Linked DNA regions of Mus musculus: regions 1 and 3 are each linked to region 2. Evidence: chromatin contacts called from public HiCAR-type and capture Hi-C data. All regions are on one chromosome and are shown on one strand. The core of a region is the stretch at or near the end of the contact, and the rest is flanking DNA. Distances in the headings are between cores, read along the strand shown. Region 1 has its middle 34 kb from the start of 1810007D17Rik. Region 2 overlaps Atrnl1 (attractin like 1). Region 3 overlaps Gfra1 (glial cell line derived neurotrophic factor family receptor alpha 1).

The links. HiCAR-type assays count read pairs that join an accessible place to other places. Capture Hi-C pulls out chosen DNA fragments and counts their contacts.
Region 1: a HiCAR-type map of embryonic stem cells shows a contact between it and region 2, with 6 times the contacts expected there. The contact joins two enhancer-like sites. A contact is called at or near these places in 1 of 15 datasets of contacts at CTCF or cohesin (large pre-B cells), 10 of 484 Hi-C or Micro-C datasets (the G1E-ER4 cell line, the HL-1 cell line, the N1E-115 cell line and 6 more), 2 of 115 datasets of contacts at active chromatin or transcription factors (both in embryonic stem cells) and 1 of 9 other capture datasets (embryonic stem cells).
Region 3: a contact with region 2 is called in a capture Hi-C map of embryonic stem cells, with 3 times the contacts expected there. The contact joins two enhancer-like sites. A contact is called at or near these places in 1 of 15 datasets of contacts at CTCF or cohesin (the NIH/3T3 cell line), 1 of 484 Hi-C or Micro-C datasets (embryonic stem cells), 7 of 115 datasets of contacts at active chromatin or transcription factors (embryonic basal ganglia, embryonic forebrain, embryonic midbrain and 2 more) and 1 of 9 other capture datasets (embryonic stem cells).

What each region holds. Positions count from the first base shown.
Region 1 is chr19:58,571,102-58,573,840 of GRCm38.p6, forward strand. No RefSeq gene overlaps it. Among named protein-coding and RNA genes, the nearest start is that of 1810007D17Rik, 34 kb to the right of the region's middle. Within about 2 kb of position 1,305, at least 7 of the 459 cell types and tissues checked have an H3K27ac peak or open chromatin away from gene starts, as enhancers often do. A contact at or near this core is called in embryonic stem cells, where this site is marked.
Region 2 is chr19:58,063,090-58,066,051 of GRCm38.p6, forward strand. The region is part of intron 28 of Atrnl1 (attractin like 1); the gene reads left to right. Among named protein-coding and RNA genes, the nearest start is that of Mir5623, 13 kb to the left of the region's middle. Within about 2 kb of position 1,507, at least 44 of the 459 cell types and tissues checked have an H3K27ac peak or open chromatin away from gene starts, as enhancers often do. A contact at or near this core is called in embryonic stem cells, where this site is marked.
Region 3 is chr19:58,435,710-58,438,495 of GRCm38.p6, forward strand. All of the region lies in intron 4 of Gfra1 (glial cell line derived neurotrophic factor family receptor alpha 1), which reads right to left. Among named protein-coding and RNA genes, the nearest start is that of Gfra1, 18 kb to the right of the region's middle. Within about 2 kb of position 1,437, at least 33 of the 459 cell types and tissues checked have an H3K27ac peak or open chromatin away from gene starts, as enhancers often do. A contact at or near this core is called in embryonic stem cells, where this site is marked.

The DNA.
Region 1 (2,739 bases), core at 55-2,554, 510 kb after region 2:
TTACATCGTTGTGTAGCTATAATTGGTAAATAGTAATTTAGTAAGTGAATTACCAAACTGGATGGCAATTCTGTATTTTTTTTAATGAAGGTCCTGCTGATTTCCATAGCAACAGCATTATTTTACATTCCTACCAGCATTTCCCATTTTCACCAACACTTGCTATCTTCTGTTTTTGCAAACAGCCATCACAATTGTTGTGCTCAGTAGGTTTTGACAAATACAAACATTTGACCATAATGTCCTTGAACATCGGTCACCATAGGAAAGTTTCCCAGTGCCCTCATTTGCCCTTCTGCCTGTCCAGTCAGTTTCTGATCCTGCAGCACCAAGGCTTAGGTCTCTTTAACTGCTTGTTTTGTTCCATATCATATTTGTACCACATCACAATGTCTTTTTCCTTTTAAGATTATTTTTAATTACATGTGTGAGTGCAGGTGCCCTTGAAGGCTGGAGGCACCAGATCTTCTCCTTGGATCTGGAGGTGCAGAGGGTTGTGAGATGCTCAGTGTGGTGCTGGGAATTGAACTCAGGTCCTCTGTGAGAGCAGTACACGCTCTTAGCTAGTGCACCATCCCTCTAGTCCCCTCCATAGTATTTGGACTACAGGAGAGTTAATCTTGATCTTAGGCAATGGGACTCTACCAATTTAACCTTTGTCAGGACTGCCTTGCTTTTCTGGTTCTTTGCAATTCCTTTTAAAATTTAAAGTCACTCATCTTAACATCTGAAAGGGGATTTCACTGAGTCCATATGCTAAGTTGGAGACCCGCTGATTCTGAAATATGGCTTTCTCTCTTCTTAGCTGCATTAGGACTAAGTAGCTTTTCAGGCTTTTCTTTTCAGACTTTTCTTGTGTATTTTTGTAAGATACAAGGAAGATATTTTTAAAAGTATTTTATGTGCTTTATAGCTTTTAACTTAGTATCTCTTTAAACTTCATTATGTAATTATTCACTGCAAGTGTAAATGTAATTTGTAACATTGTTGTGTATCTTGCTGAGTTTGCATCTTAGTTCTACTGAGTTCTAAGAGTCTATAGGATTTTACAAACTAGCATCTGTTAATATTTTTCAACTTAGACGCCTTTTTTTTTCTTTTTGTCTTATTGCACACTGTGTGATACAAATAACGAGTGAATGTGAGCTCAGATATCCTTGCCCTGATTCTGTCCTATGGGAAAAGAATTTAATGTTTGGTTATTAAGTGTAATGTTGGCTGTAGCTTGCTCTGCAGTGCCCTTTATCAGACTGAGGAAGCTCCAGGGTCTTTCCTGTGTGCTCTATATTAGCATTCTACTGATGTGTATCCGGCCTCTGACTGGTGGCCAGCAAGAGTCTAGGTTCTCCCAAGCAGTAACCAGGACCTGCCCTACCTAACTTCCAAGACCAGGATATTCGGGGTTAAATGAGAGTAGTAGATCAGACACTCATCTACACAATAAAGCAAAAACAGAACAAAAGAAAAGCCCAGTGTCAAAGCCCTCAGACTCTACAGTGATTCTAATCTCGAGTGAAGCCCTTTGTGGCTTCGGTACCACCGAGTTTGCTGGGGTAGACATTTTTTCATTTGACCAATCCAGAGCAGAGCCACTTGTCTTTCTTTCCTGGACAGACTTTTAAGATGGGACATGACAGTCGAAGTCTGTGGAGTGCTGGGGTCACTGACAGTGACCAGTGCGATGACTTTGGCTGAGTGACTGATGGAGATAATCGGGTGAGTAGCTCAAATAATCTCTGATTTCACAAACTGCCCATTATTAACCAAAACAAGCTGTTTGTTCTCTCAGGCTCAGCTCAGAAGCTGCCTTGTCCAGCAATCTGTCAGCTGTGAGTAACTACAAGTATGACTGTTGTATAAACGTCTGTGCCGGTGGCTCAGGGCCAGAGACAGTGGTTTTACTTTCCACACCTTTGGATTGCGTTCTTGTGAGCCATTGTGGACATCAGGAGGTATGCATGACACTGGCGGATCTCTGTCAGCTTATCATTTTATTTTATTTTATTTTATTTTATTCCCTGTAACTCTTGATTAGCAGGACGGTCTGAACATTGTCCTTGCTTGATCCTTGCTGTCTCAGACTGATGGCTGACTCCTTGTGAGTAAAGCTGAATTCCCTTTGACTCCTGTTCACCCAACCATAGCCCCACTGCTCACCATGCTCAGCTGCTCTCACTAAACCTGTCACTACTGCTTCTCTCTGTGCACAAGCCAAAAACACACACTCTTCCATTAGGACAGAAAGCAGCTTAGAATGTACATGCATCGTAGATGTCATGTATGCCTAATGATTTATTTAATAGGATAAGTTCCAAAGCTGCCCCGTGTCTGGTTTGCTCCTGATGTGCTCTGAACCATCCTTAGCCATCTTGGATCTTGTACTGGCCAGTACTCTGACCCTGAGAGAAAGAATCTACTGTTGACTGATGCCCACGGGCTAGCACACTGCTGGTTGGTCATGGAGAACTACCTCCATTTCCCTCTGCCCTGAGGCCACATATAAGGAAGACATTCTTAAAGCCAGACAGAAAGGATCTTCATATCCAGCCCTGTATGTTATGTTGCTAAATCCTCATCATAAGAGCAGGTGAAGCTTTAGAAGACCATAGCTGGAGTCAGATTCACTTTCCTTGCTTCTGGTGCGCACATTTCCTGTGTTCTGCTGTGGGTGAGGATGCACTCGCTGTGGGTGAGGATGCACTCGCTGTGGGTGAGGATGCACTCACTGTGGGTGAGGAT
Region 2 (2,962 bases), core at 257-2,756:
CACAGCCCAGAAACAAGGGTGGCCACCCACTGAAGGGTCATTTACCTTCTAAGCACCTCTTAAGCCTTCAGCCTTTGTCCTGGGTTCACCTAGACAAGTCTCCCCTGGAGGGTGAGGTTGTTGGTGCGCATCCAGAATTTAGCCTTTCTGGTGACAGACATCACATTCTACCGAATGTTCCTAACAAATAGTTTGGTGACTTGGACACCAAGAAGCTATCTGAACAAACAGGAAACACTTGACCGGCAGAAGTGGCCTTGGACCTCAGTGTCTGTAAAGTCTAGGCTTTTTTTGTGGATAAATGAAATTCATAATCTTCCAAGGGGCTTTAATTGAATATTTGGAAGTCTGTATGAAAATAATCAACTAAGTCAGAGTAAACACAGCTAGACTAAACAGTGTACGTCTTCAAAGGGAGCAGCCTAATTAAAAAGATGTATTGTCCTTCCTGGATGCAGCCGTCCGTGCTGTTTTTAGTATTGTGCCATTGGGAAATACAACTGTTTCTGAGCAAATAATTTAAACTCCCATGCTGGGGCTTAAGTGTGGTTCCCCTCCCCTTTCTCTTCGTGCTTGTTCAGGGATAAAGCCTTGCGAATTCTTCAGGCACCAATCAGATTTATCATCCTGTGCCTTTTGATGACATCCATCTGTTTATCTGAGAAGCCATTAAAGACTTATTGAGTTACAGAGTATGGAGAAAATTGGCTTATCATCTATGGTTAAATCCAATCCTTGCATCTGCCATCTTCTCAGCATATGTGGTATATTCTGAAATTACCCTGACTTGCAGACCCGCAGTACAAGCATACATTCACTTCATAGCCTTTTTCATGCCGTTTCTGGAGAATTTCTAATGCATGAGCAATTTGTAGTCCTGGAAAATGTTGACAGAGAGATGTCAGTGCTTTCTCTTGTTAAAAGTTCAAAACCTAATAGGGACTGCGTCAGCTTGTAAGGCGAATTCGGAAATGGGCGCTGCTCAGTCCTGAGGCTTGTTAGGATTTAGACAAGCTCGCTCAATGCAAAATTCAACTCTAAGGTCACAAAAGGTAGAACTGTGTTAATCTGAAGATAAAGATACATTCATATCAAGTCAGGATTCAAACAGACAAAGTGATAGCTCATCACAAACGGAGTTAAATAAACACCGGCAGGGAAGCCGATAAGACAGAGCAGCCAGTGTTGCTGGGGATGGCTAGCCAGGACTTCAGGGCTTATCTCACTAGTGGAGCAGCCTGAGATGCTAAAAGTCCTGTTTCCTGAGCTGGCCGAGGAAGCAATGCCTGTGGGTCAAGAACTAATTGAAATAAAGTGAATATTCGCAGTTTCCTGTAGATATTGTTACATCCTGACTGCAGGAACCCCGAGGAAGCAACAGTAAATCAGCAGCTACTTCACTCTGCCAACTTTTCACGAGTTTGTCAGATAAATAGTGACACACCAACACTTCCTCCGTTTACATATGTAAATCAGGCTGGTTGGTTTGCATATGTAAATCAGGCTGGACTTCTGGGGAGCCTAGACTTTGTGGGAGTTTTCAGGTTACACCATAGCTGCTCCTCCCTGAAGGCTAGCCGTGAACGCTGTTTATCAGCCATTTAAAGAATATCCTTCTGCTCGAATTTAACTGTGTGCTCTCATAGCTTTCCTCTGTGGACGATAAGTACCCTGAGATAGGAGACAATACCCATAGAACAGCGAGCGTAATCAACTGAAGCCTGCATTCCTGTTACGGCTGGCTTCAGAATGGTATTCCTTCATCTTGCTTGGCTGTAACCTTCACACAGCCTTGGTGTGCACTGTCAGCAAGCGTGCTGTTTTGTAAGTCATGGGCAATGCCACACAATCAGAGAAAGCCACTGCCAAGGCAAGATGTAGACCCCAAAGCACCAGAGAGTAGGAGAGTCTCCTGGGTGTGTTTTTAAATTCCTCTGCAAGATAAATGTGAACAGGGTTGAAAACAAGCCAAGCCCTCCTTTGCGGTCGGGAGTCACAAGATCCGTGATTTGAGAACTATGCTCTTTCTTCCAGTACCACCCACACCCACCCACCAACCACACCCTCTCATGTGCCAGCCCTGAGATTCTATGAGGAACCAACTTACTCCTTTTATTCAGGCTTCATTTTGACAAGTCGGTAAATACTGTTTCTTAGACGTGTGCCCTGGGATGGCTTCTGACATTTTGTTGATCAGAGTTTGGCCTGTGATCCACTCTGCTAAGCATTATGAGTTTTTGTTATCTGTGGCCCTCACTTCTCAGTGGTTACTGGCCCCCACGGACAAGGGGAGCAAGAGGGAGGTAGGGGGATCGGCTTCAGCGAGACAACTCAACCTTATTTGGGGTGAACAAGGGCCATACAGATCTTGGGGAGTGGGTGGGAATTTCCAGGGTGGATATACATTATTGGCTAGGGTGGAAATGGTTATCAGGAGAGAGGAAGATGAAACTGTAATCTGATCATAGGCTAAGTGACTTTCTTCAGATTTTTGGGGGGGGGGGCTGGGGTGGGAGTGGCTACAGGAGGGAAGGGCTGATTGGTCATGACACACTACCTAATTATCATACTTGGGAAGGGCTTAGCAGGACTTCTGTGCTGAATCATGCAGCTTGTGCAGGAAGCTCTGTACAGGGTCATCTTCTAGATAAGGTCAGACATCCGTGCTCAGAGATGCTCTCCAAGTAAGGTCAGGCAAGGAAGAGGAAGCCCCTCTAAGCAAGGGAGTCCTCCATTTTGTGCAGATCTCAGAGAGCTTATTCGGGCAGCATAATAGCAGGATCAAAACATCTGATGGGTGGGCACACACAGAAATATGCAAACATTTAATTTAATGATTGTGTTCATTTTAGTTTTATTTAAGAAAAAATATTAAAGGATTTTCAGTAATTTCATGATCAGTTAAGGGTACTAAGTCAGATGCAGAGAGCTTCAAGGCTGGCTAATAATACACCTCACTTCT
Region 3 (2,786 bases), core at 187-2,686, 370 kb after region 2:
ACATAAAAGCCTGAGTACAAATTTTTCTATTTTAGGACCATCTAAGCATTTAGCTTTGTGTTGCACATCCATGGTAAATATTTGCCAGGCGTTTAAGGCCTGCGTCAGAGTGTGCTTATCTAACAAGCTCTTTGCTTGTAAGTTCTGTTTTTAACAGTAAAATTCAGCCCTCAACTGAGGCTCCTCTCTCTCCTGGGAACCCATACCCACTGGCTTTCCCTCCTTCTCCAGGCTCACCACAATTCTATCAGCAGGTCAAACCCTCGTCAAGAGCCATTTTTAAAAGGCTATTTCTATCTGCATCTACGTGCTTTTCTTAATGAAGAATGTGGGGAGAGCAGGTCGCTGATTGTGGTGTAACCACATCACCTCCAGTCTTTGACAGACTGAAACAAGTGAGGTATACAACGGGTGTGTGGTGAGGCCACTTTATTTTACAGGCAAACCAGGACATGCACCATTGCGCAGAGAGGCCTTTCTGGAAACCATCCAGGAAGTCTGAGCTATACCTTCACTCTGTCCACCAGGACAAGCTGCAAGGGCAGACAGGAGACAAAGCCCCTCCCAAGTGATGGAAATGTCCTGATGTTTGTTTTGTAAGAATTTTTCACCATGGTGAGGCCCCTTCACAGGGAGTGATGCCCTTGCACACGACTCTCACGAAACCTGGTTCTACATTCGTACCTCTGCTTTACAGATACTGTCCCTAAGTGATGAATTCGTGAAGTCAGTGGGCAAACTCTGACATGGCTGCCCAAGCCCACCCTCTTTTCGCCCCAGCACACAATAAACATCTTCCCTAGGTTAGATCTGCCTCTTCTTAGGCTAAGATTTGAGGCCCATTCTCCATGAGGCAGCTGTGGATTGTGTCCAGTTACCATGGTGGAAGTATCTAGCAGGCAGCTGGATGGACATACTGCAAAGGAGGACTCCTCAAACAGAGCTCAGAGATGTCGCAGGACCCATACACTAATTCCCAGAGGTCCCTCTGGAGCCAACATGGGAAGTAATGGTCAAAGCAAGAGGCTCCTCAGAAACTAAAGGAGCAGGTAAGAGGCATTTGGTGGCAGCAAAGATCCAGAGCTCTGACATCCTGGGATGGCAGTCATAACAGGCACTAGGCACTAAGCCAAGGGCAAAGACAGAGACAATCTAAGTCCACTGGTCACCTCTAGGGCTCTCTTCCTGAGCTTTCTACAGTAAGAGATACTTTTTTTTTTCTGCTCAAAAATAAAGAGGGTGCTTAGACCAGAGGACCCTGAGAATCTGTCTTGAATTCAATTGTTTCTATTTCTTACAAAACAATCAGAAAGGCAGAAAGCAGCAAAGCCCTTCCTGCTAGACAAACTTGGCTGGAATTCAAGATCTACTACCAGCTAGCTGTGTGGACATGAGTCACTGGGTATCAGGGTTTGGGTTCCCTCCCAAGTAAGATGTGGTGAACGTCCCATCTCCAGGCCAATACTCGGGGCATTAGTGAAGGTTCCAGGAAATAGCCTAGAAGTGCCTCTTGCATCTGATTTTTTGGTACCTGGCAGACATGCCACGGTTAAATTATCTCTGTGGTTGCCCACTGACAACCAGGGCCAACTTTGAATATGACCTCAGGGCTGCAAACGGAATAGAAGGCACCCGGAACATCTTCCAGGCAAGACAACAAACAGTTCAACCTTGAAGCTTGAGGATTTTCCCCTCACCGCCCGTGCTTGTTAGCAGACATTCTCAGGCAGGAATCTTGTCACAGGCCGAGTATTCCATAGGCTGGCACTTAAAAGCACCCTTGTCATCAAACAGCCTAAATTCAAGAGAAGCAGCCTTCAGCCTCCAAAGGAAGTCACACCCAGGATTCTAGAGGGATCTCAACCCAGACAAAGGAGACTGAAACAAGTGGGCATTGCTTAGGGATTCTGACCCGCACCTGACCCCGTACACAACATAGTCCCAGTAAGCCATTCTTTCTAAGAGACCTAGCCACCAACAGCTGTGGAATGTCAAAAACAAGTCTGCAGGGGTCTAGAGTTACCCCCTCCTCCACTACAAGAGAAACAAAACCCATTTCTGTCTCTCTGACTTTATGTTCTTCTGCTGAGGAACAAATGTCGACAAGATAGAGGATGCTCCTTGCGCGCTGCCTGCCACCCAAACGCAGGGAACATAATTTTATACTGAGCTACGCCCGCTTAATTGTGGTGCATTAAGTATTATGTTCATTGTTTCTGAAACTGGGGAGAAATGAATAATTTATTTCAGACAAAGGAAACTCTTGAATATGAAATGCCTCATCTTTTAAAATTACAATTTGGAAGACAAGAAGGGAAAAAAATAAATACCCAGAGCTAGCGAACCTTACACCACTAATAGAAAACACTGCACTGACTGCTTCTATGTTGTTTGCAAACATTACATTTTCAAAACCTTCTCCAGCATTCATGGGGGAGGGGAAATAATGGGGGAGGGTGATAGTGGGGGGAAGGGGATAATGAGGGAGGGGGATAATGAGGGAGAGAGATCATCCCTTTTGTTTTTGGGGGTTTTTTTTCCACCACATTCACATTTATTCCTCACTGGGCTCATGTATCTGATGTAAGTTTTCTGTGCTGGGTAAACCCTTTCCTTTCCCATTAAGATGCCCTAGTTGGCCAAAACTTCCTCTCCCCATATACAGACTTCCTTCCAGAACTTTCTTTTGTCCATGTTTACTGTCTCTCTTCTCCCTTCCCCCATCCCCAGGCCACTTCACCCCACTCTGTACTCTAACTCACCAACACCTCCCCATCGAGCAGCAC